7 separate regions of the Mus musculus genome follow, and regions 1, 2, 4, 5, 6 and 7 are each linked to region 3. The links are chromatin contacts, called in public promoter capture Hi-C maps. All regions are on one chromosome and are shown on one strand. Each heading gives the region's core, a stretch centred on a gene start, on an enhancer-like site or on the middle of the called end of the contact. The rest is flanking DNA. Distances are from core to core; before and after follow the strand shown.

Region 1 (3,677 bases), core at 265-2,764, 2.8 Mb after region 3:
TTTGCAGCCGGGCATGGTGGCGCACGCCTTTAATCCCAGCACTCGGGAGGCAGAGGCAGACAGATTTCTGAGTTCGAGGCCAGCCTGGTCTACAAAGTGAGTTCCAAGATAGCCAGGGCTATACAGAGAAACCCTGTCTCGAAAAACAAAGCAAAAAAAAAAAAATATATATATATATATGTGTGTGTGTGTATGTGTGTATATATATATATGTATGTGTATATATATATGTATATATTGCAACTAAATTAACGCTGCTCTGGAGTAAATACTCCATTCTTGCTTTAATTGTACACACATTTTTATAGTTTCTAATTGTGTATAGGTGTGTTGAAGAACCAGCCTGCTTCCATCCTAGACTTTAAAAGCCCATTTATAGCTGGGTGTGGTGGCACATGCCTTTAACATGAGCACTTGGGAGGCAGAGTCAGGCAGATCTCTGTGGGTTCCAGCCAGCCTGATCTACAAAGAGAGTTCCAGGATAGCCAGAGCTGTTACACAGGGAAATCCTATCTTGAAAAATAAAACAAAAAGCAAAGCAAAGCAAAAACAAAACAAACAGAAGTCACCTTATAGTAAAAACAAACTAGGTTCATTCCTGCTTATGATTAAATTTTTGTTTCTCAGATTGAGCTATGCCTCGCCTATAGCCTTAACTACAAATGGTTCTGTACTGACCGTTCCAAGAATGCCAAATCATGACATTGTTTCTAAAAGTTGTTTAGAACCATCTTGCAACTCTACCTTTGTTTCAAAAGGTTTTATAACTACCTTGTTATGGCTATCTGTTGTTATGCCCACCTTGCAACCATGACTGTTTCAGGAGGTAGTTAGGACTAACTTGTTATTGTTATATTCTGCTCTTATAACACCTCTCCCTCCTATTTTCCCCATTTCACCCCCGCAACCCCCATGATCTATAAAAACCTTGTCTTCCTCACATCCAATGCTGATCTCTCCAAACTGGCCTTAGAGAGAAGCAGTCCGTGTACACGAATAAAAAAGCTTGCTTTAATTAATTTGGTCATGATGATTTGGGGTGGTGGTCTTTCTCCTCCCATCTTTGGGATTAACATTGTCTCGAGGAAATATTTTGGTATCACTTCTGCCTCCAAACTATCCTTTGCTTCAGCAGGTACCAGCAGAAACGAGCAGAAAACAGAGACAATGTACGAGACAAGCGGAGCTGTTGTCGTCCTCACCCCAGGCAAAACGGAAGTGGTCCTTGAAAATTACCTTCCCAAGAAACTTGCTTTTGAAATATACTTCCTAGTTGTAATAGTACTTCTAAATCGCCTTTTCTTAAACTGCTTTCCTAAGTAGAGACACAGCCCCATTTTCATCCTCAGCACAAACAACAAGGATTAACTCCCTTGAGAGAAGCACCTACTCTTCCAGCTGCGGAAACACACGGAACCAAGAAGCTTAGGACATTGGTTTTGGGACGAGCCCTTTCTCAGAAGGACCAGCCTCCCGGCGGCGTTGCCGTGGAAACGGAGCTCGCTGTGTGGATGTGGCAACTCGCCGAAGCACAGCCTTTGCAGACTATCTGCAGCGGGGGCTCACAGGACCGACGCCAAGATGGTTAGTGGCTCTGAATAGTAAGGGTGGGGGATTTTGAATAGGTTTGTACCTGGGTTTAGAGTTCTCAACGCACTGTTGGATAGAATCTAGGTGCGTCTCTAGAGGGCGATCCCTTTATCCCTCCAGTGTTTCCACCGGGAATAGGGAGGGATGCGAAGAAATCTATGTACCTCGATGCTCTCTTCCCTCCTGCTTCTTCATTTCCCGATACTAGACTGTGAACTGGAAAAAAGAATCTTGGAAGACCTAGGTAGTAGAAGCTGCGTGAGTGTTTGTTTGTCTCTTATGGATAAAGTTGTTGGAAGTAGCTATTCGGTTCCCCTTCAGTAGTAGGTAATGGTCCTTTTACTAAAATGCACAATAAAAAAAGAATCTGAATAGACTTCCTAGGGTCTGATGGTAAGGGTAGATCTGACTGAGAGCTGTTACCCTCAGTTTAAAAATGACTTTTGATAGAACAGTCTTTGCTATTTGTTTTACAGATGCTTTCAAGGGCCAAACCCGCTGTGGGCGGGGAGTCACCGCACACTGACAAAAGAAAGAAGAAAGGGAGGAAGATTCCAAAACTAGAGGATCTACTTTCGCAGAGAGATTTCACTGGCGCCATTACCCTATTGGAGGTAATGTCCAAAGAAGGTTTACTTCTCAGTCTGGTGGATGGTGGGTTGAATGCTGGTTACTATGCTATTGGGACGGGTGGGTACATTATGGGTAATCCAAACAAACATAGCCAGATGCATATTCCAGATTCCAAGTTAACTATAAACCTGATGAAATACAAAACATTTTGGACTGGAGAGATGGCTCGACATTTAAAAGTATCGGCTGCTTTTCCAGAGGACCTTAATTCCCAGTACTCACGTGCCTGCTCACAGCCATTAGTAACTAAATGTTAGGAGATTCAAGGCCTTCTGGCTTCCTTCAACAAAACATATGGTATGTAGACATACATGAAGACAAAACACTTGTACACATAAAATTATTAATTTTTAGTTCCACAAATGGTGAATACAGTATTACATTTAACAGTGTCAATTCACACATTATTTACCATAAATCCTGAGTGATTTGTAACTTCTTCCTATTTACATTTTGGTTAAAAAAAATAAGTGATTTTTACTATTTACAATTTAAAACTATTGTAAACCCATAAAACATTTCAACTCTGTATGTCAGGGTCATTTTTTTAAACCAATGCTAGGTGCAAATCTCACTTTTTTAAAGATTTATTTATTTATTTATTTATTTAATGAAAGTACACTGTAGCTGTCTTCAGACACTCCAGAAGAGGGCACCAGATCTTGTTACAGATGGTTGTGAGCCACCATGTGGTTGCTGGGATTTGAACTCAGGACCTTCGGAAGAGCAGTCAGTGCTCTTAACTGCTGAGCCATCTCTCCAGCCCAAATCTCACTTTTTAATATGCATTGGAAATACCAAGGATAGTTAGCTGTTTCTGTTTCTAGGCGATTGCTTTACCAATTTGAATTCACTAGCTCTGCAGTGATGCATAGGAAGCTGCATTTTGGGTAAGTAGTCTGAGAAATCCTTCTGACCTAAAGTTGTCCTGGGAGGCTGAACTTTGAGAAACTGCTTGTGGAAAGCACTCGGTACAGAAGAGTGCAGGGTGCACCAAGGGACAAAGAGTTCTGACAGCCAGGTCCAGTTATCCTGTGCTGTAATCTATTGTATCACATTTTTCCACCGGCCACATTAATGTGAATCTATGGTCATGTAACTCTGAAACCGTCCATAATACTTGTTTGATTAGCTTTATGCATGTTTCTCAGTGAAACATACATGTAAGAAGAACCCTATGTGTCTTGCTAGTGCTTTGATATTGAGTCCACTTGTTTGGCTCTCGTGTGTCAGCTGTCATCTTTGGCAGTAGGTGAGTTGCCTTGGAAGGACCTTCTAGCAGTGCAAGTCAGAGGACTGAATACTATGTACATGTCTATTTGTTGTTGTTTGTTTTTAAGACAGAGTTTCTCTGTGTAACCCTGCCTGGCCTGGAACTCATTCTGTAGACCAGGCTGGCCTCACATTCAGAGATCTGCCTGCCTCTATCTCCTAAGTGCTGGGATTAAAGGCGT
Region 2 (3,542 bases), core at 923-3,422, 2.5 Mb after region 3:
TTGTATTCCTGCATAAAACATCATAACCAAGAAGCAAGTTGGGGAGGAAAGGGTTTATTCAGCTTACACTTCCACATTGCTGTTCATCACCACCAAAGGAAGTCAGGACTGGAACTCACACAGGGCAGGAATTTGGAGGCAGAAGCTGATGCAGAAGCCATGGAGGGATGCTGCTTACTGGCTTGCTTCCCCTGGCTTGCTCAGCTTGCTTTCTTATAGAACCCAGGACTACCAGCTCAGAGATGGTACCACCCACAATGGGCTAGGCCCTCCCCCCCCAACCCCCTTGATCACTAATTGAGAAAATGCCTTACAGCTGGACCTCATGGAGGCATTTTCTCAAGGGAGGCTCCTTTCTCTGTGATAACTCGAGCTTGTGTCAAGTTGACACACAAAAGAAGCTCATGGGGAATGCACTAAGAGGCAGGAATTCTAGGATGGAAAAGTACATTATCTTAAAGTAAACCCATGTTCCCAGGAGTGGTCCCCTAGCCAGGTTCACTGGACCTTCCCCACTGGATTAACCCTTGAGGAAGTAGACAAGGGCCTGTCTCAATCTGGAGCTAGGTTCAGATCTTAAAACAGTTGATCTCACCCCTTCAGGAGCCTGCCAATGCGGGAAGTCACTTCTAAAATGACTGTCCTTTTTCCAAACACTGTTGAGACACTTCTTGGAGAGGTGTTCTTATTTGGTAAAGGTGTGTCACGTACACATGCGCTCGAGTACACACACACACACACACACACACACACACATACACACAGGGACCGGAGAACTCCTTGTGAGCTGCCTTCCCTCACCCCTTGCCCCCAGACATTTGTGTGCATGTGGAACATGGAGAACAACCTCAGGTGTCATCCTCTGGAATGTCACCCATCACCCTTGAGACAAGGTCTCTCCTTGGCCTGGAGCTTACTGCTTAGGCTAGACTGGCCGGCCAGTGAGCCCCACGTAATCCTCCTGTTTCTGCCTCCTCAACACCGAGATTATGAGTGTATGCTACCTCATATACTGGCTTTTTACGTATGTACTGGGGATCTAAACTCAGCTCCCATGCTTACACGAGCTAGCCCTTTCCCTCTGCCATCTCTCCATCCTCTAGTTGGTAACTTTTTATGAAGTAGTGGCATCTAATTACACAATGGACTCTGTAGTGCATTAAATACTCTCCTTCCCCAACAGCCATCGGTCGTTGCCAACAGCTCCTCAGGTAGGTGAGGGTCTCATGAGGAAGAAGAGAGGGGAGGGGAAGGAGGAAGGGATGGAGGAAGGAGGGAGGGAGGAAAGGAGGAGAAGAGGGAGGACAGGGCAGAAGCTAAACCAAACTAACCCAGAGAAACAAGGAAAAGAACTAGCATCCCAGACAGCTCTTCCTCAAACACTGAAGTGAGGATGCAAGGCATGCCCCTCAAACAGCCAGAGAAGGGGATACGGATAGACATGGAGAGATTAAGGGTTGACTCTGCCACTCAAAAGTGCAGGAGGGGCCCCAAGTAACCAAACTCCCAGAAGACTGATAACTTCATTCTATTGTCTTTTGATATACTGAATAGAAGCCAGAAAAAATTGGGCCCCTATAGATCTTTTTTATTGATGTGTGATGCAATTGTTTTATAGCATCATCAATAAGGGGCTGGGAGAATACTTATATAAGGACCCCAATTTCAAATTCCTAGAACCCATATAAAAAGCCAGTATGGTTGTGGCCCTCTATAACAGCACCAGGGAGGGCAGGGCGGGGAGGGGCACTGGGTTTCGCTGGCTGCCAGCAGAGCTCCATGTTCAGTAAGAGACTCTTTCTCAAGGGAGTAAGGGGACAGGGATACAGAGAGCACCTGGGGTCCTCATCTGACTTCTGGGAATGTGCATAGGGCATAAGCCTATGTGCATGCACACACACACACACACACACACACACACACACACACACACACATTTACACACACACACATATACCTCCACATATACAATACATAAATACTTAAAAAAACAATTCGCACTCCATTTGCTTCCAGCCACACACAAATAGTCAGCTCCCCTCCCTACACTGAACAGCAGCAGTAAAAACAGCCTGTTGCCTGAAAGTTTCTCACCTCTGTGTTCCTTGGAACTTTCCGATTCCAGGTCCCTGTGCGCTGGCTGGCTGTCTCCCCACAGCCCTCTGGCAGCACTGGGGGCCTCTCTCCTCTGAACTCACCTTTTAGAGCGGCCTGGCCCCTTCCCTCCCCCCACTCCTTTCATCTCACTTCTCCAGACTGGATTCATTAAGGAGCCACCTGGCGTTCTGAGGTCACACCCCCTCCAAAACAGCCCTCACCGGATCCCTTGTTAAAGAGAAAATAACAGTGTTCTCAGAGAGATTGAAGCTGCCAAGCCTCCGAGTGCCTTCTTTAGATGGGTGACCAGAAGAACACCAGCACTGAGAACTTAAAACTCCCAGAGGGTCGTGGCAATAGGAGAGCCATGGGCTTCTCAAAGGCACTTAAAGCTGGTCTATTCTGTCAGCTGTCACTGGTTTGAGCATCCCCTCCACTGCCCAGGTCTTACAATCCCTCTTCTATAGTCTAGAGAGGTGGAGAGCCCCCTATGTGCCAAATGTGCCTGTGTTTGCGTTCCTCATCATGTACATCATTGGACAAGAAATGGAATTATTCTCCCTGCCAAGTTCATAGAAGATTTGGGCATTGCTTCTATCAACCCCAGTCAATCTTGACACAGGTCAGCAGATGGGGTCTAAAAGATAAGATTCTCAAGCTTCGGGAAGATGGCCAGTGGATAAAGTGCTCACCACACAAGCATGAGGACCTAAGTTCAAATCCCACAGAAGCTATGTAAAAGCCAGGCACAGTAGTGTGAGTCTATAATCTCACTGTGCCTATAGCAAGATGGAAGTCAGAGACAGGAACTTCCCTGGAAGCTCACAGGCCAGCGAGCCTGGTGTACCCAGTAGTCCTCTAATCTCCATAAGTGTCATGGAAGACATGTGCCTGCACCTGTATACACTAACACATGCAAGCATACTCCCATCTAAAAGGAAATTTTGAATACAATCAGCTCTTTATGTAAAAAGGACTTAGTCAACTGTAGAGCATTACAAATGTGACTTAGTCTTACTTCTAGGGTTTCGATAGAGTTGGCAGGTCTTCACCTGGATTCAGGCCATTTAGAAAGACCAGTGCACACTTTCCTCAGGCACTTGCGGGAACACCAGTCCAGGGATCCTAATACATTGGTTCTGGGCTCTCAGTCCCCCAACTATGAGGTAGTCTCCGCCTTTGTACACTGTTCCCATAGCTCACCATGCCTGCATCTCCTGCTCCAGTTACCCCAGCACAGTGTGTGTTGACAATAAACAGCGCCCCAAGCATGATGTCATGTGGTCATGTTTCATTTCTCAGGACTTAGCGATGCAGAGAGCCAGGCTGGGCCTCCCTCTCCCACAGAGGGCATTAGCTGTGCTTCCTCCTGTGGGGTGACAATATTTGAGAGTCCCTCAACTTGTAATGCTAAGCCCAAGACAAGGGGGAAGAGAAGGGAAAAC
Region 3 (3,402 bases), core at 623-3,122:
GGGTGGGGAATAGGAAACAGCAGCAACTAACTTCAAGTCATGCTGAGACTGGAGAGTGAAGCAAGGTAGTCTTGATAAACCTCAGCTATGCAGGACAATCACCCAATTTCCACTTTGGATGAATGGTTCAGTCATGAAGTTGTAAGTTAACATATTGACAACAGAAACAATTTCATGCATGTTATTTTTGTAACTGTAAATTCTTTATTAATGTTTTGTATTTTAAATCCCCTATGTTTGAGCAGGGGCTGGAAAAACAAGAGCCACTCACTTTGAGACAATCGTGTGTTGTTCCACTACTGGTTGATGTATTTTTCTATAACTCTACATTGAAGAGACGGTAGTTCAGGTTTCTATTTGTTACTAGCTAAGGTAGTCAGAAGGTAGCTTGCCTTAAACATCCATTACAATCAACTAAGCAGATCAAATACATGTGAAAAGTCTAAATTATAAGGCATCAAGTGGAGAAAAAACTATCATCCTTGTACAATCCTGTAGTTAAAAACAAACAAACTAACCAACCAATCAACCTGCTTCTGCCTGTTTCCTAAAACAAGTCCTGTGAGGCAGGATGCCACCGCTCACACCTTTTAAGATTTAAAATCTTGACCGCAGGCTCACACTTTTTGAAGAGGACCAAGATGTTCACAGTTGTCACAAAATTCTACTTTCGGAAAATAATAATAATAATAATAATAATAATAATAAAACTATAGAAGTTCTCCTTACAATTACAAAAGGAGCAATTTAAGACCCAAAGGCAGGCCAGGTCAGAACTTTCCAAGTACCTCCAAGTATGGTTTTGAATTTGGGTTTCTTAACCATATCCCAAACATAGCGTGATCAGACTGCAGTACTATTTACTACACACGCGCGCGGACTTCAGATGAAATAATGGAGTACCCCAAGTTAAAAGGCTTTTTGAAAACTACTCCGATTTCCCAACACCCCAGATGCCAAATGGCAACCTTACCACTCGAAGCAAACGATACACACACATACACATATTATGTGGTGGTGGTGGAGAGGAAAAAGGCCACACCCAAGTTAAAGACTTTCAGAGCGAAGTGACACCAAGTTTCAGAAATTTAACTATGGCTATTTTGGGGCAGCTCATTTCACGGGTGACGGATCCTCTGAATCCTCCCCATCTCCACCAGGCCGCACGTTCAGGAAATCGTTCCCGATTCGAACTGCTCGGGTTTCCTTCTCAGGAACCCGGTGCGAGGCCAAGATGGAGAAATGCCTCATTCAAAGATTGCAGTACCCGGGGTATTAGAGGGCCGGCCCGTGCCGATCGAGGGAGACAACCAGGCGCCCGTTACCTGCGGGGCTGGGACAGGCCACAGCCGCCTTAGCAACAACACAGCGGTTACCTGGCACCGAGGAGCCACCCAGATCCAGGCCCTGCGGCGTCCACGAGTCTCCCAAGCTGGCCCAGCTCCCGGTGTCCCCCACGCCCTGGGCTTCACGACCACCCACCCCGCCGCAGCGCAGCATCAGCGCCGCGCATCCCCGCTCACCTTAGCCACATAGTCCTTCACCTCATCCAAGTCTCCGTTTTTCAGGGCCCACATGAACTCCTTGTCGCACATGACTGCAGCGGGGTGGGCCGGCGGGCCGGGCAGGAGCGGCGATTAGGCCCGACGAGGGGACACGAGAAAGCGACGCGCCTCAGGCCGCTGAGCGGGCGAGACTGCGGGTCGCGGCTACGGTTCGGGCGGGAGAAAGTTCTTCTGCAGCCGTTGGGCCCAGCAGAGCAGGTTCCGCCTAGCTGAGGAGAAGCAGGACGCTTACACTTCCGGTTCACGCCCCGCTAGGGCCCGCCTCCCACTTCCTCTTCCTCTTCCTCTCTCCAGAAAGCTCTGCTCGGGACCCCGCCCCGACTGCTTACCTCAGGAGAGCCACTTTTGCGCAGGCGCATTATCCTGGCCGGCCAAGGCAGAGTAGAGGCGTGGTTCCAATGGGCGGGGCCGTGAGGCTGAGTAGAATGTTCCTGGAGGTCAGGAAAATCAGGGGCTGAACCTGGGGAGGTGTTGGATGGGAGTAGGACACTCCAGTTCCACGACAGAGGGGAACGTTAGTTTCCAGGGCTCACTTTCTAATAATTCTAAAAATAACTAATAATAATAATAATAATAATAATAATAATAATAATAATAATAATGTGTTTAGATTCTCTCTCTCTTACTATCCCACTTTAAACTAGTAAAAGAGGAAAAACAAAAAACCAACCCACTCTCAAAACATTTTTATTGAGACTTTCATCTATGCATATAGTATGTTTTGAACAAATTCATTCCTGAATCCCTTCTCCACTTCACCACTACTTTTCCTTCACAACTTTATGTGACCTCTCTTCTTAAAACAAAACCAAAAACAAAAAACCAAAAACCAAATTTTCATTTACGTGTATGATAGTTTTGACAGAATATATACATTTATGTGAACCAATGTGTGCGAGTGCCCGAAGAGGCAAGAGGAAGCATAAAATCTGAGAGAGCTAGAGATACAGACAGCGGTGAGCCTTCATATGGGCCATGCTGGGAACCAAGCCGGGCTCCTCTGCGAGAGCAGCCAGTGCTCTTAACCTCTGAGCCATCTCTGCAGCAGTGCTCGGGTCTTGTGTTGAGCTCTCTGAACCCACTTAGCGCTTCCTGTTGAGTGCATACGTGTGGGACCTACTGGTTTGTTTTACCTTTAGGCATCAAACTCTATTCCTATTCTCATACATCAGTGGCTGGGTGGGGCTCTCTCCCTTGGTCTTTTCTCCTCTCTCTCCCACTACCACTCTTGGCCTTTCTTCTCCCTTTCCTCAACCATGCAGTTTCTTTGGGACATCCACCAGAAGGAAATAAAAAGGAAAGAATAAAACTTTTTTTTTCTCAGAAGGAAATCTTCAACACGTAGTTGAGACAACGGTGTCAGTAGGTTTATTTCTTTTTAATTGCATACGTACGTGCTTGTGTACAGATGCACTGATGTGGGCATGAGTGTGCATACGTGTAAACTCAGAGGACAACTTGTGGGAGAGTACTCTTATGTAGGTCCTAGTGACTGAATTTAGGTCACCATCGGGCTTTGTCACAAGCATCTTTCCTGGTTGAGCCATCTTGCCAACTCAACAACGTGAATTATGTACATTTACTTTCTATGGTGGAAAATACTTAAGTGTGTGATGGCAATTAAAAACTAGGAGCTTTTCCTGACCAACAAATGACCGCTAACAAACATGCGTAGCATCATTAAAAATTTGTGTGGTTTAAGAAGCACTCACTTTTTATTTGATTTGTAGCAAACAGAACTGTTTTTCTGAAGCCAGTTTTGTTCTTAGAATTTGGCTGAAACATCTTAGAATTCAACCACCTGGTGAATTCTATCTTACAATCCTAATGATTCAAA
Region 4 (3,703 bases), core at 206-2,705, 2.7 Mb after region 3:
ATCGAGTGAATGGGTCCCAACCTGTGCTCCCTTAAGTCCGTTCCTCGCTTGTATTCCACCATCCCCTTTGTGGCACTAGTTATAATGCCCACAGTCGGGCCTAAGGGACACCTTCAAATGCGTTCTACTTCCTTCAAACCACTTGGCAGTCCTCTGGCCCTGCTCCCACAAGCAGGCAGGGTTCTGGGCTGCTTTCATGGCTTTTCTGTCTCTCCTGAGCAGTGAGAAGAAGCTCTCCACCTAAACTGCTCCTTTCTCCTTTCCTTTCCTACCCACAAAGCAACCAAGCACGTGTGGGCTGGGGCAATCACAGGATGCACTGTGTCACCTCAGAGATGGTCTCCAGTCCAGTGCAGTGCGTGCTCAGGATGGATAAATAAACATTTCGGGGAAGCAACATGAATTAAACCATTTCCTCAACAAACAAAACCCACCCACACGCCTCATAAATCATGTCTCTTAATCCCATGCTGATGAACAGTCACTAAATTGCATCTATTATAAAAACCAACCATGACTCCTTTCATGCCCTGACACTTCAGACTCAAAATATTTTCACACTCCATTGTAATGCCTTTGTGGAGGTAATACCAATAGCTAGTTCCCTGGAAAGATCCATGGCCAGGGCGCTTTCCAAGAGATTTTTTTCTTTGAATGTTCTTTGTGTCCTGGCGCACTGGGGGACACAGCCAGCTTGCTTGCATCTGGGGTAACACTGGGTGTTCACGGCAATGCACAACTGCTCTTCTGCACACACCAGATGCATCCCTTTGCCCCAACAATAAAAGTATCCCAAAACATTCGCTACGCCACATTCACACAACCGTGCACAAACACAATTCCAGTGCCTGCATTTTGCAAAGGGGAAAAAGAAAATAGGCATCTTCGGAGCAGAAACCACCAAACCCGCCTCGGGCAACATGGTTCACGGAAGACTAGGTTGCAGACCTTTTAGCAAGACCGGTCAGAAACCGCTCGCTCTTTTTTCCTTTGGATTTATTCCTCTCCTCCATGCCTTTATTTGCAGGGCCCAGGAAGAATAGGAAAGCATCTCCAGCAAGGAGGGCGAGGGAGCGGTGAAGAATAAAAGAGGATGGGCGGGTGGGGAAGCCAGGGGGTGACGAGCGCGGCAGAGAAGGCGGCCAGGGTGGCGGCCGCGTCCCGGGGGGCTCCGCGAGGCTTACCTGGGGCGCACGAGGCCGGCCCGGCGAGCAGCAGCAGCCAGAGGCCGGGGAGCAGCAGCCCCGGGCGGCGGTGGCGGGAGGAAGGCCCGCGGCCGCACCGCTCCGGCACCAGTGCAACCCTGGCGCGGGGCTCCCGCTCCATGGCCACGCGTCGGCTCCCCGACACCCCGGCCTCCGGGCGTGGGCGCGCTCAGGCCCGGGACGCCGGCGTCCGCTGCGGCGGAGACTGGGCGCCTAGCACCGGCGCGCAGCGAGGCCGGCGAGGCGGGGGCGGGCCGGGCCGGATCCGCGGACTGGGGCCGCTGCACGCCGGCCGCGCCGCTCCGCCCCCTCCCGAGCCTCGCAGCCGCTGCCGGGCAACGCACGGCCCCGCGCGGGGAGGCGAGCACCACCTCCCGGCCGGCCCGGCGCCTGCCTGCGGGCGGCCCGGCGGAGGGCGAGGCGGGACCCGGTCCCCGCCCTCCCACAGGACCCGCCTCTCAGGAGGGCGCCCGGGACGGCGCCGCCCCGCACCCGCACCCCCGGGGCCCTAGAGGAACGGTCGCAAACCGGGTGATTCCGGAGCACGCTCCTCCCGAGCCGCCCACGCGGGGCGGGCAGCAGGTGTGTGTGCGGGGCGGCCGTGGTCCCTGGCAGACCCCGGGCTGCTGAGCGGACAAAGCCGAGAGAAGTCGGCTCTCTTTCCCAGAGCCCGCGCGCTGGAAAAGAATGGGGAGGAGGCACACAGGGCTCAGCCCATCCTTTGCCTTTCCAGAGCTGTGCCACCTTGTTGGCAAAGGTGGGCCTTTGGTAAGACCTAGGCCTACTGCCCTGAGCTTAGTGAGTCTTCAGAAAGGGGCTACTGAAGCTGAATCAAAGTGGACAGACACAAACACACAGATCCAGGCCTTATTTTTTAAAAAAGAAAGTAGCACCAATATATGATGAAAAAGACCTTGTTGGGGGTTAGTTTCCTGGGGAAATGGGGGTGTGGATGGGAGTTAGCATGTGTCTCTGTGCTAAGAGCCAAGTGCATTAACTCTGAAGGCCGAATAAGGTTGGAAGGTCCTAGAACACACTACAATTTTGGACAGTTGTATTTCAGAGGTTGCACCAGCCGTGGTCTGCAAGCCGTGCATAAGAGAAGTATCTTGTTGAGTGAGAAACTATGACAGACAGTGGGAAATGTCAGCCATCCAGACTGGCCAAGGATCAAGGTTGCTCTTCAGTGAGGTAGGCAAAAGACCCAGAAAGATGCTACCCAGTTTTGCTGGGCAAACTCATCTATCTAGGCAAAGAATCAGAAGTTCCTGTTCTGAAAAAAAAAAAAAAATAGGCACCTGTTAAATTTCAGGGAAGATGAGAATCTAGGTTATAAGCTTTTGTTGATGACCCTAATTTTTGCGTTCCATTGTGTCACTTGTCATAAGCAACCCCCATACATTGCTCTCCTGCTCCCCCAGACATATACATTCTTGGAGTTGTCTCCAGCATACCCAAGTAGAGAGTTTGCTTGTCTGAGCATGTTTGCACCCTGACCACAATAGCCCTAGGTATGGCTCCCCTCTCCTCGCTTTTCTCTGAATTACTCACCTGGCCACGGGGCACAGCCTGGAGCAGCTCTTGACATTTAGTCCTATTGTGTTGTTATTTTTTATGAACTTGTTAGTCCACACATACACACACACTAAGTTAAAATGACGTTCTAACATGTTATCGCCCCACACAGGATCCCCCACGGCTCCAGGAAGATTTCATTATATATTTATTGATGGGAATCTATGTGTCCTTTACAATTGGCCTCAGCCTCCAGGAAGTTCCCAACTGCACTAGACAGTGGGAGGAAGAAATCTCCCACACCATTCTGAGTCAACTCAGACACTGCTAGAAATTAACAAAAATGCAACCTTGGGCTAACAGGAAGGACCCCAGGGCATCAACTTTCTAAGGAAAAGGGGATCCCCAGAGTCCCTTGGTCTCTCTGCTCTCAAAACGTAAAACCAACCTCTGTAGGGAATTAGAGCATTCTCCCTCAGTGTCTAGCAAAATGACTCCCAGGGCTCAGCTGGCAGATAGTGTGACTCTGCAGATCCAGCAGGAATGAATGCCAAAGGGAAGCAGAAGTGTGTGTGTGTGTGTGTGTGTACTCATGTGTGTGCATACACAAGTGAACATGCACGCCCCCACACCTAGTCACACCTCTGTGCACATTTGTGTCTAAAAATAGGGATTAAGACACAGCCTCAGAGCATTCATACAAAACTATGCAATGGACAGTGGCAATGTCTTAGCACTTTGTATGACTTGTTGGTACTGGGAGGGAGATATAAAAGGATATAGAAGCATTGGTTTTAAACACCTTTCCACCCAGTCTCATTTTGTGTATAAATAAATGAGAGATGAGCTTTCCCTCAGCCACAAGTGAAGCGCCAACCAGTAGGAGGGAGAGTCAGCATGGGTCCTCAGCAGGCTTCTAGCCCGCTTCAGGGGAGCAGAGGGATGAGGTCAGTTTTACTCATGGGCAAAACAGGCACAGCTCT
Region 5 (3,701 bases), core at 426-2,925, 2.8 Mb after region 3:
ACCATCCGTAACGAGATCTGACTCCCTCTTCTGGAGTGTCTGAAGACAGCTACAGTGTACTTACATATAATAAATAAATAAATCTAAAAAAAAAAAAAAGAGTTTCTTTAAAAAAAAAAAAAAAAAAAAAGCAGTTAAAATGAACATCTAAAGTGGTGGTGGGAGGTGGCTCCCTATCACCTTCGCCTTTGAAGGGGCGTGGATTAGCAGAACAGAAAGCTAGCCTCAGCTAAATGACAAGTTCACTAACATCCTGGGCTATTTAAGATCCTATCCCAACAAAAGAACACAAACATCGAGGGATAGACATCAGTGAGAGAAAGCCTTGCCACAGTTGATGGTAGGATGGCGACTTCTCAAGGACTCACCTCTGGGAAAAGGCAGGGGTCGTTCTGCAAAAGCAGGATTCGCAGCTGCCCTTCATTGAGGCCAAAAAGCCCCCGGCTTTTCAGGACTTGGACGTTGATAGGTGTGTGGATATCATGGGACAGAGAACAGGTAGACCTAGAAGAGTTCAAAGCAGTCAGGAGGCCGGGTCAAGAAGAGGGAAGAGGCTGGTGGGTCTAACTCTGCCTAGGGCATTTCCACTTCACAAGTGAATTCCCCAAGTACTAATAAAACAATTCGGATTGAGGCAACTCAGCTTCCAGGGGTCATTTCCCTGTTCTGTGAGTACCCTACCCTCAGGCTTTTTTGAGATTACTTATCTGTTTTTGTAAAGACTAAAACGTAATCTTCAGGCCAACAACAGCTGCTGGCCTCTCTTTGTCCACCAACACTACAAAGAAAGCACTAGAAAGCTTCCCGGATTGCTGCAAAGCACTGGGCTTGGGCTATGCAGCACTATGCCCTCACCCCATCCTGCCACCAGTTTCCTGCGATTGGACACCAGATTTTTAAGCGCGAAAGGGCTGTGGTTATGGAAGGAGGGAGAGAAGGGAACAGAAGTTCCGCGGGCCATAAAGCCCCCAGGTGTCCCTCAAGCGGCATTTGGCATAAGTGAATTCAAAAGTGGCAACACGGATTCAACCGGGCTGCTGTTGTGGAACATCCTAGCATCCTGGGACAGGGACAGCAAATTGGGGGGCGGGGGGGGGGTGAATAATAAACCTCAGTGGAGAGACCTTCCATATTATTTCTCTCGGCGACTAGGTGCACAGGGCGGCCAGCGCGAAGGCCTTTGTCCCATCCCACCCAGGCTCGCCGAGAAGCATCCGGAAGGCGCATCCCGCCCGCCCGCACCCACTGCCCCGCTGGACACTGAGGACTCCGCCCCTCACCAGCAGTCGCGGTGGGGGCACTTGCCCAGCATGTGGCGGCGACACAAGTGCAGCTGGTCGCAGCCCTGACACTCCCCGCGCTGGTAGCGGGCGCAGAGGCGCGCGGAGGACACGGCCATCACCCTGCAGGCCGTGGCGCCGCCGCCTGAGCCCGCGCCCGCGCCCTCGCCCGCCGCCACCTCGGCCTCTGCGTCCCACGGGCCGTCGCGCAGCTCCACCTCCTGCAGCAGGAAGCGCTCTGGACCCGCGCGCCGCAGCACGGCCCGCAGCTTCGCCTCCGACAGCTCCACGTGGCCGCGCAGGTCCTGCAGGAACATGCGGCCGCCGTGAGCACACAGCACCTTGGTGAGGAACGCGCACAGAGTGAGGTCCGCCATGGCCCGCCAGCGCGTCCCCGCCAGCCCGGGGCCTCCAGGCTCCTCCCCGCCGCGGCCCCGACCGGAGCCTGCGAGCTGTAGGGGGCCGGGCCTCAGAAGGCAGGGCCTGAGCCCCTGCAACATTCCTGGCTCCTGGGTTCCTGGCAGATACCGGATAACAGGGAGGGCTGCAAAGAATGTAAACTGCTGAAGTGGTTCTCCCAGCCTGGGGGCGCGCGCCTGGAATGTTAGCTAGCACCTGGGAGGTGGGGGCAAGAAAAGGCCGAGATCAAGGCCAGCGTCCTTTGCAAAGGGGAGTTGGAGGCTAGCCTGGACTACATGACACCCTGTCTCAAAAAACCTAGTAAGGAACCAGCACAGTGGGTAAAAACTTCCTAAGTGTTGGGGTCCATGAGTCGCCCCACGAGCTTACACAAACCCCGATTTCAGTCAGATAGGGATGGTTTATTGAACACACACCATAATACTGATCAATCAGCTCCATGCCTCAGATGGGATTGAGCCATGATATTGTTGATTTTTCTCTGTCAGCTTATAAATAAACATTTTTCCTATTGTCAAATTGGTGACAATATACATAAACACCCACTAAACCTAAAAGGATTTTCCTTCCTAACAATGGACAAATTCCTAGCGTATTATTCCTCTACGGAGTGGTCGAGAGATATTCTATGGTTTCGTCGCTATGATTCCTTAATGGAAAAGAACCCTGTTGCTCCTGTAGAACCTGCCTTTCCCTGTGTTCCCTCCCTACTAAGAAACGGTTTACATGGAATCCTTATCTGCTTACCAGGGAGCCCAGCCGAAAATGTAAACTGAGAAGTGGTTCCTTGGGATTACCTTGTAAAGGGTCTGCTCTCAAACAATCCTTCTCTGTTTGCCTCTGAGAGAAGCCGACCTAAGATACAACTGAAAAAAGAAAGATTCAAGTTGAGAAAGGGGTTAGAGAGGAATGAAAACCACATGCACACAGAGAGAAGAGACGTTCAAGCAAGATAGAGATAGGGAAGAATTTTACTTCAAGGGCACTGATGTTGTAAGCAAGTGTATCCAGAAGTTTAATAAGACTGATTCTGTATGTTACAGAATAGATGGACTGGGAAGACAGCCCAGTGGATAAAACACTTACTAGACAAGTGTGAGGCTGGAATTTGAATGCCCAGATCCTATACAAATACAGGAAGATGTGGGGGCCACTTGTAATGCAAGCACTTGGTAGGCAGTGGCAGGATCCACAGGGGCAGCTAATTGGCTAGACTAACCAAATGGGTGAGATCCCGACTCAGCCAAAGACCTTGCCCTTAGAAATATATTCAATTTCAGAATTCTGGATTGTAATTCATTCCAGATTAAAAGTCTGAATGAGTACCGTGAAAAAATTTGAAATTCTGCCATCTTTTCAGAGAGTTTTTAAATGCTAGAGGCCTGATATCATATAGGGGTATGGTAATTTGAATTTGCTTGGCCCAGGGAGTGGCATTATTAGGAGATGCGGCTTGTTGGGTAGGTGTAGCCTTGTTGGAGGAAGTGTGTCACTGTGAGGGTAGGCTCTGAAACAAGTTTTCTCCTGTTTGCCTTCAGAACAATATGTAGAACTCTCAGCTCCTCCAGTGTTATGTCTGCCTGGATGCTGCCATGTTTCCTGCCATGATGATAATGGACCTAATCTCAGAACTAGTAAGCCATCCCCCAATTAAATGTTGTCCCTTATAAGAGTTACCTTGGTCACGGTGTCTCCTCACAGCAATGGAAACCCTAAAATAGAAGTTGGTACCAGGAGTGAGGTATTGCTTTGATAGGCATGATCATGTTTTTTCTTTGGAGAAATGTGGACTTTGGGACTTTGGATTTGGGAAGCAATGGTATGCTTTAAGTGGGGCTTAAAGGGCCATCCTAGTAGGACCATAAAAGACATTGGTGCTGAGGATGATCTGAACTGTGCAGACCTGGCCCAAGAGGTTTCAGTGGAGAAGAATTTCAGTATGTGGCATAGAAACTATTCTTGAGATATTTTGGTGAAGAATGTAACTGCTTTTTGCCCTTG
Region 6 (3,306 bases), core at 300-2,799, 2.8 Mb after region 3:
AGGACTTGAGCCAACCCTTGGAAACGCTTATGAAGAAGAAGAAGAAGAAGAAGAAGAAGAAGAAGAAGAAGAAGAAGAAGAAGAAGAAGAAGAAGAAGACCAAGTAGGACCAGAAGCAGCTGCCTGAGAAGTTAAGCCACATTATTTCATGCAATTTGAGACAGTGGGTCGGTTGCAAGAAGGGGGGGGGGTGTCGTAGTACAGGCCACCACGCATACTAGGAAGAAGGCTGAGAGGCCACTATACCTTTAGTTATCTATCTGGCCAGGTGGAGAGACAAGGAGTGAAGGGTCACAGCGATCCAGGAGTTGGCGCACCCGAGACACAGGAGACTGGGCAGCACCGCTAGGATTCTGGGGCGATCGCAACATTCGAGGTACCAGAGTAGCAAGGAGAAAAAGGTGTGCCTGCAACTTCTACAAACTCTGGTTGGTGCAAACGTACTTTAATTAGGATTCTGGTGGGAGGTGAGAAGGGTAGAGAGGCAGCCTTGTCCGCCTTTCCAATAGCGCTTTGGCTACAGATTTTTCAACCTGGGGGTCTAACTTCACAGGAGTCGAATATGACCATTGGAAAACACAGATACTTGCATTACATTTCATAACAGTAGCAAAATTACAGTTACGGAGTAGTAACGAAAATAATTTTATGGTTGAGGGTCACAAACCTGAGGAACTGTATTAAAGGGTCGCAGCATTAGGAAGGCTGAGAACCACTGGTCTAGAGATTAGGAGGGATAGAGGGAGAAGGGGTTTGCAGCCGAGTGAGCCATATCCACCCGGTTCCCGCCTCCCCTAGGAAGCTGCCCCGCGGCGCCGGACTAGGCAATTAGAGAACCTTCCCCATTCCCGCTGCACTCACCGCTGGGACTGTGCATAGTGGCACCGGCCGAGCAGATTAAGCTTGCAAAGGTGCAGGCTGTCGCAGGGTCTCTGGCAGTACTTGCGACGGCAGACGCGGGCTCGAGTAGTAGCCACCACCGACCGAGTGATCCCGGCCTGGTCTCCAGTCTCCAATAGCACAAAGCGATCGGGCCCTGCTGCCTTCAGCAGCTCGTAGAGTTGCGCTTCGGGGAGGCTGATCTCACCCAGCAGTTCCTCCAGGGTCATGCGGCCCCCGTGAGCGCACAGGATCTTGGTGATGAAACAGAATACCTCGGGATCCGTCATGGCGCGCTATGGCTGCCGCTGCTCCGGCCGCTGCGCGGGACTCGGCTTCACGGAGAATCGAAACTTACGCGCGGTCCCAGGGGCGGACGCGGGCGGTGCCGCTCGCAGAGCAGAGCGGTTTCGCTTTCCAACTCCGGCGGTGGTGTCGCGAGGCCCGACCTCGACGACGAGGTCCTGGGGTCAGATTTAAAGTCAGCCGCGCGGGAGAGCGAATGGGAAGCGAGCGACGTTAGGCGGGCAGGTCCGCCGCGGCGCGGTACCCTCGGTTCCAGGCTAGACGTGAGGTCCCCCGAGCTCGGGACTGCAAGGCTGCTACCAGGAAGAGAGGAAGTAAGGACGTTCGTGAGGCTCGGGTGGAGTTTTGATGAGCCTGAGGAGAGTGACGCATCCTGGGGGGCCCACTAGAGGCGTCCTCAAATCAGCCCCACCCAGCCCCGGAAAGAGCAGACCTGGTGAGCGCTTCCTGTAAGCGGGACTCTCCGCCGAGTGTCGTCAATGCTCGCCACCACCTTAGGACATGGATATTATCCGAACTCCGCACTTGGGGAAATAACTTGAAGGAACAGGTGGAGCTCGGATGACCGAGGTTCTCGAGAGTTTGTTTCCGGGCCTGATTCCGCGGCACCAGATCTAGGATTACGCACTTTCTACCCAGTGCCGAGCCCCTCTTAGAGGGCGGTGATTGTTACTCTCCCTGGTTTCTTACGTAGCCTTCTCCAGAGCTATTTGAAGACCCACTCTTTGATCCTTTCTGGCCTTGCTAACTTAAAATCTCCAATTTTGGTGCCTCAAACCAACTGCTTAGAATGTCTTCAGATTTCCCCCACCCCTCCCCCCTTGGCATGAAGATGATTTTTAAGGTAAACCCTTACCTTACCGTAGAGTTACTGTAGAGACAGAAGGAAATAATAACTAGATTTCCCTTTGAGGAAAGCAAAGGCTGATGAAATTAAAGAGCCATCCGTGTCCCCAGGGAGCTTTCCGGAAGATTCTGCTGCTCCAAACATTAGCATTAAAAAAAAACTCCGATTGTCCTTCCAGACTCCGTAGTGAAACACACTCACCACACACAAACCTTATACGCTCTTCGGCCTCCTCCCCTTGTTAAATTGTGACTTTAAAACTTCTTTTGCACAATTGTGTTTAGTTTGTCTCATCTGTATTCTCAGCTAATTTGCAGGCCAGTAAACACTAGACCCAAATTAGAAAAAGAAAGGGGCTTTCCTTTCAGCACTCAGAAATGAAATGAATGGAGCGCTCACCGATCAGATGGGAACCCTTTCTTTAAAATCTGCAGGCACGGTGCAGGAGAAGTGTGCACTGCGATGCTTTCAAACTTCACAAGAGGGAGGTGCGAGTGACCCCACCCACTCAGACAAACACACGCTAAAATAATATTAAAAGCTTGGCGTGGTGAAGGCATGCCGGTAATATCAGCACTTGTGAGACTGGGGCAAAGGGATTATTGGCCAGGAAGATAATTGAGCAGGTAAAGGCACCAGTTGCTAAAACACAGGACACTAATTTGACCCCCAGAATTTCCCCACATGCTGGGAGAGTTTACTCTAGCAAGTTGCCCTCTGACCTCCACAACACTCTTTCTCTTCCTTCCTCCCTCCCTCCTCCTCCCCCCTCTCTCTCTGATAAATGTAATTTAAAATTTAAAAACAAATTCATAAGAAATAAAGTCTTTCAAATTCTTCAGAAACCCGAATGAGAATCCCTCTGGTGTGGTACGCACAGCCGCTCTCTCTGACTCACTGGAACGGTGGTCTGTAAAGCAGCCAAGCCCGGGCCTCATCTGGCTGCTTGTTGACTCTGACTCTTGCTTCTGTCTTGTCTTTTAATCCACTTGGCCTTATTTTCAGTCTGGCAGGTTTCCAGAGCCCCATTCTTATCAAATCAAGTAAGATCAATGTGTTTACTATCTTCGGTATGGTCCTTACAGTAGTGACTCTGAAGACACAGAAATCAAAGAAACAATCCCAGCTCCCAGAGGGCATCAGCTTTAGAAATAGCAGTGTCCCGTTAGGGGGTCAGAGGAAGTCCCTTGAAGGATCTAGAATTGTCAACTCCCTCCTCCTGGGGATGGATGAGGGACCAAGTAAAGGGGATTTTATAAATATTAAATATGAGT
Region 7 (3,278 bases), core at 150-2,649, 2.9 Mb after region 3:
TTTCTTGTTGCTGCTGCCAGTTTTTTTTTTTTTTTTTTTTCCAGACAGGGTCTCACTATGTAGGTCTGGCTGTCTTAGAAGTCACTAAATAGACCAGGCTGGCCTTGAACTCATAGAGATCCGCCTGGCTCCAGAGTGCACCCACTTCCATTAAGAAGTGTTAGCTGGCCGGGCGTGGTGGCGCATGCCTTTAATCCCAGCACTCGGTAGGCAGAGGCCAGCCTGGTCTACAGAGTGAGTTCCAGGACAGCCAGGGCTACACAGAGTAACCCTGTCTCAAAAAACCAAAAAAAAAAAAAAAAAAAAAAAAAAAGAAGTGTTAGCTGACCTGCAGTTGTCTATGTGGACCATGTTGAAATGTAACAGCCTGTATCTTCCTGACACTAAAGGGATACATCTCTACACCTGGCTTAGAGCTAGCACAATCTTTTGGGTTGAACATTCCATCACCATTTGGTACACCTTTGGAAAGGAATAGAAGAGCAAATATTAAAAACGTCTGTGACGACTCTTTGACTCAGCTCTTCAACATCTAATATAGTTGATGCAATTAACAAGCTTGGGTTTCCTTGAGGATGCGGCAAGGGAGTCTTTCAATTCCCTTTCTATTGAATAGATGAAAAGGGCTAGTAATTCTCGTCCGTTAAAATCTGAATTCCAGTTCGTTTCCCACGATGCTCCAACGAAGCCTAAGCAACGCTCCTTCCCACTCAAAGATGAGCCGTGAATTTTCTTCCCCCGGGAGCATGTCCCCTAAAATAACACCAAAGGCTGCCAAGACGTTCAAGTCTTCAAGAACTGTTCCTTTGCCAGTTCAATTTCCCAACTGAGGCGCGTCACTGAACGTCTCACCGCCATGCGCAAAGCGGCTAGGAAGAGGTGTGGGAGGCAGCGGTGTGGGAGGCAGCGTAGCGCTTTCGGGAGGGGTCTGAGGAGAGTTTAGTTTTCGCCTTTCTACCCTGGACACCTCAGGTGACGGGACAACAGACCGGCGGGCCCGGCGCCGGGCCGCGAGCCCCTCACCCCTGCCCTGGGTCCGCCTGGAATCCTCAGCTGACAACCCTGTTCCCCAGCGCCGAGAGCCAGAGGCCAACGTCGGGCGGGACCCGGCGCCATGACTGTGTCGGTCCCAGGCACATCGCGACGCTCACCCTAAGGGATCGGCGAGCGTGCCTCGGTTTCCGGGCGAGAGGAGGAAATCACTCAGGGAACCCCAAACCCCTCCTTTGAAAGCAAAGCAGAGAGCGTCCCCGTTGCCACGGAGACAGGCCTGTCTGTGACGTCACTTCCGCCGAGCTGTCTGGCCTCCAGACTGTTGAGAGGAAAAGGGGAAAACTGAGCAACAGCCACGACTGTGGACGCGAGCGTCTCGAGTGTGCGCATGCGCCCGCTCAGCGGCCTGCTTCTATTTATGTGGGGGATCCAACATGGCGGCTGCGGCGACCCTGGCGATGGCGGTGGAGCCCATCAGAACGTAGTAGCGGGGACGGGGACCCGGTCCGCACTCACGGTGGCGTCCGCGGGGACAGCTGAGGGTGCTGGAGGGAAGAAAAGTGACGGAGAGCAGAAGGAGAGGCGGGCAGGCGCGCCGTGCGGCGTCGAGGCGAGAGCCGGCTCGAGCGAGCGCCGAGGGCCAGAACAGTGGGGATGGCGGAGCCGCGCAGAGTCGCGTTCATTAGCCTGTCACCGGTGAGGCGACGCGAGGCCGACTTCGCGGGCGCCGAGCGCGAGCCCCCCCGACTGGAGCCGCAGCCGTACCGCGAGCCGGCCCGGGCGGAGCCGGCCCCCCGCGCTGACGCGCAGCCCCCGGCGCGCGACAAGCCGCTCCCCCAGCGCGAGGTCAGCCGCGCCGAGCCGCCCATGGCGCTGCAGCGCGAGCCCCCGCGGCCCGAGCCGCCGCCGCCGCCGCTGCCCCTGCAGACTCCCCCTCCGCGGGAGTCGGCTTCCCGGGCGGAGCCGCCGCCGCGACCGCCGAAGGAGACGGTTCGCCTGGAGCTGGTGCTCAAGGACCCCACGGACGAAAGCTGCGTGGAGTTCAGCTACCCGGAGCTGCTGCTGTGCGGAGAACAACGGGTACAGAGGGTCCCTCCCTCCCGGCCGCCCCACAGCCCGGGCGCCTCCGGACCCGCCGCCTGCCCGGGCTGCTCTGCACTTCGCTCGCCCCGGGGGTGGGGTGGCGGGGGCCGGGCAGCTAGACGGGGCGGGAGCTGCGCGGCTCGGCCCTCCTGGGTGGCCGATGCTGCCCCCACCACACCGCGCCGAGCCGGTTTTCCTGTGCACCTTTCGAAACCTCAGCTTTTTCCTCCTTTTCCTTTCTGTTCCCCACACCAAATCCCGAGGCCCTGTGAGCCGTGCGGCTAGCTTCTTGTGGCACTTCCATCTGTCGTTCCGGTAGAAGGGAAGCGAAAAAAAAACCTTGGGGGACACGCCCCCCGGTCTGAAGCGGAGAGATTGTGTGACCCCTTCTCGGCTCATCCTCATCCTTCCTCAACCCAGCTGTACCGTGCGCCAGGGCTGCTGAGATGGGCTCGTGGCCGGGTGGTTTATTTTCCTTGATTGAAGGGGATTTAAGAGAAATTAAACATTTTCAGAAACTAATGATTCCACGTTAGGAATGAAAAAGTGGATTCGTAATGTGGTTGCACTTGTGTTGGTAAATATTGTTAGCTTTGTGTGTGTGTGTGTGTGTGTGTGTGTGTGTTGAGTTTGTGCACATTGTCTTTGAATGGAAAGGTCTCTTGTCTTACCCGGTGGCTGCCCAGTCATATTATTTGAGTGGCTCTCATTAGTTCGAATTGGGAGCATTTTGTCCGTTGTGGATTTCTGGAGAATGACGGAAAAAAAAAAAAAAAAAAAAAACATTCGCTTTGGATCAAAAAAAAAAAAACTTAGGAAAATACATCGGTATGCTTTTGAGGGAACCGGTGAACAATGGGATTAGGACAGCGGTTTGTCGGTGATTGTAATTTTTATTGTTGTGGGCTGGTGATCTTTAGGAAGGGGAGATGGGAGAGAGAGAGACAGAGGCAGGAGACAGACATTGCTCTCTTGTTTAGCGACTATGCTCTTTATTAGGCTGGGCTTTCTAATGAACTGCAGAATTCATTATTTCCTTTCAACTATCTTTGTTTTGCAGTGGATTACTCTATAGTCAAAAGTCTCACATTGAATAATATCATTAGTCTGTGTTCATTTTGCGCCAGTTAATCCTTTGATGGCTAGTTACAAGTATGGTGTGGCCATCATTACTAAATGTTTTCAGAGAAATCGAATTGTTA

What was found. Promoter capture Hi-C pulls out the DNA fragments that hold promoters and counts their contacts.
Region 1: a promoter capture Hi-C map of liver shows a contact between it and region 3, with 2.0 times the contacts expected there. The contact joins the promoter of Ttc26 here to the promoter of Mtpn in region 3. A contact is called at or near these places in 2 of 39 promoter capture datasets (hippocampal neurons and liver).
Region 2: a contact with region 3 is called in a promoter capture Hi-C map of hippocampal neurons, with 4 times the contacts expected there. The contact joins the promoter of Svopl here to the promoter of Mtpn in region 3. A contact is called at or near these places in 3 of 39 promoter capture datasets (the C10 cell line, hippocampal neurons and pre-B cells).
Region 4: a promoter capture Hi-C map of hippocampal neurons shows a contact between it and region 3, with 7 times the contacts expected there. The contact joins the promoter of D630045J12Rik here to the promoter of Mtpn in region 3. A contact is called at or near these places in 2 of 39 promoter capture datasets (hippocampal neurons and liver).
Region 5: a contact with region 3 is called in a promoter capture Hi-C map of pre-B cells, with 5 times the contacts expected there. The contact joins the promoter of Zc3hav1l here to the promoter of Mtpn in region 3.
Region 6: a promoter capture Hi-C map of pre-B cells shows a contact between it and region 3, with 3 times the contacts expected there. The contact joins the promoter of Zc3hav1 here to the promoter of Mtpn in region 3.
Region 7: a promoter capture Hi-C map of pre-B cells shows a contact between it and region 3, with 4 times the contacts expected there. The contact joins the promoter of Ubn2 here to the promoter of Mtpn in region 3. A contact is called at or near these places in 2 of 39 promoter capture datasets (liver and pre-B cells).

What each region holds. Positions count from the first base shown.
Region 1 is chr6:38,380,010-38,383,686 of GRCm38.p6, forward strand. Ttc26 (tetratricopeptide repeat domain 26) reads left to right here and starts at 1,515. Exons shown (of 18, transcript NM_153600.2): 1 at 1,515-1,584; 2 at 2,067-2,204. The coding sequence starts at 1,582.
Region 2 is chr6:38,044,824-38,048,365 of GRCm38.p6, forward strand. Svopl (SV2 related protein homolog (rat)-like) reads right to left here and starts at 2,173. Exons shown (of 16, transcript NM_177200.4): 1 at 2,095-2,173.
Region 3 is chr6:35,538,016-35,541,417 of GRCm38.p6, forward strand. It overlaps Mtpn (myotrophin), which reads right to left and starts at 1,873. Exons shown (of 4, transcript NM_008098.4): 1 at 1,524-1,873. The coding sequence starts at 1,595.
Region 4 is chr6:38,252,684-38,256,386 of GRCm38.p6, forward strand. D630045J12Rik (RIKEN cDNA D630045J12 gene) reads right to left here and starts at 1,456. Exons shown (of 20, transcript NM_194061.3): 1 at 1,185-1,456. The coding sequence starts at 1,326.
Region 5 is chr6:38,297,584-38,301,284 of GRCm38.p6, forward strand. Zc3hav1l (zinc finger CCCH-type, antiviral 1-like) reads right to left here and starts at 1,676. Exons shown (of 4, transcript NM_172467.3): 1 at 1,281-1,676; 2 at 369-504. The coding sequence starts at 1,657.
Region 6 is chr6:38,353,054-38,356,359 of GRCm38.p6, forward strand. Zc3hav1 (zinc finger CCCH type, antiviral 1) reads right to left here and starts at 1,550. Exons shown (of 13, transcript NM_001347122.1): 1 at 862-1,550. The coding sequence starts at 1,169.
Region 7 is chr6:38,432,526-38,435,803 of GRCm38.p6, forward strand. Ubn2 (ubinuclein 2) reads left to right here and starts at 1,400. Exons shown (of 17, transcript NM_177185.4): 1 at 1,400-2,073. The coding sequence starts at 1,648.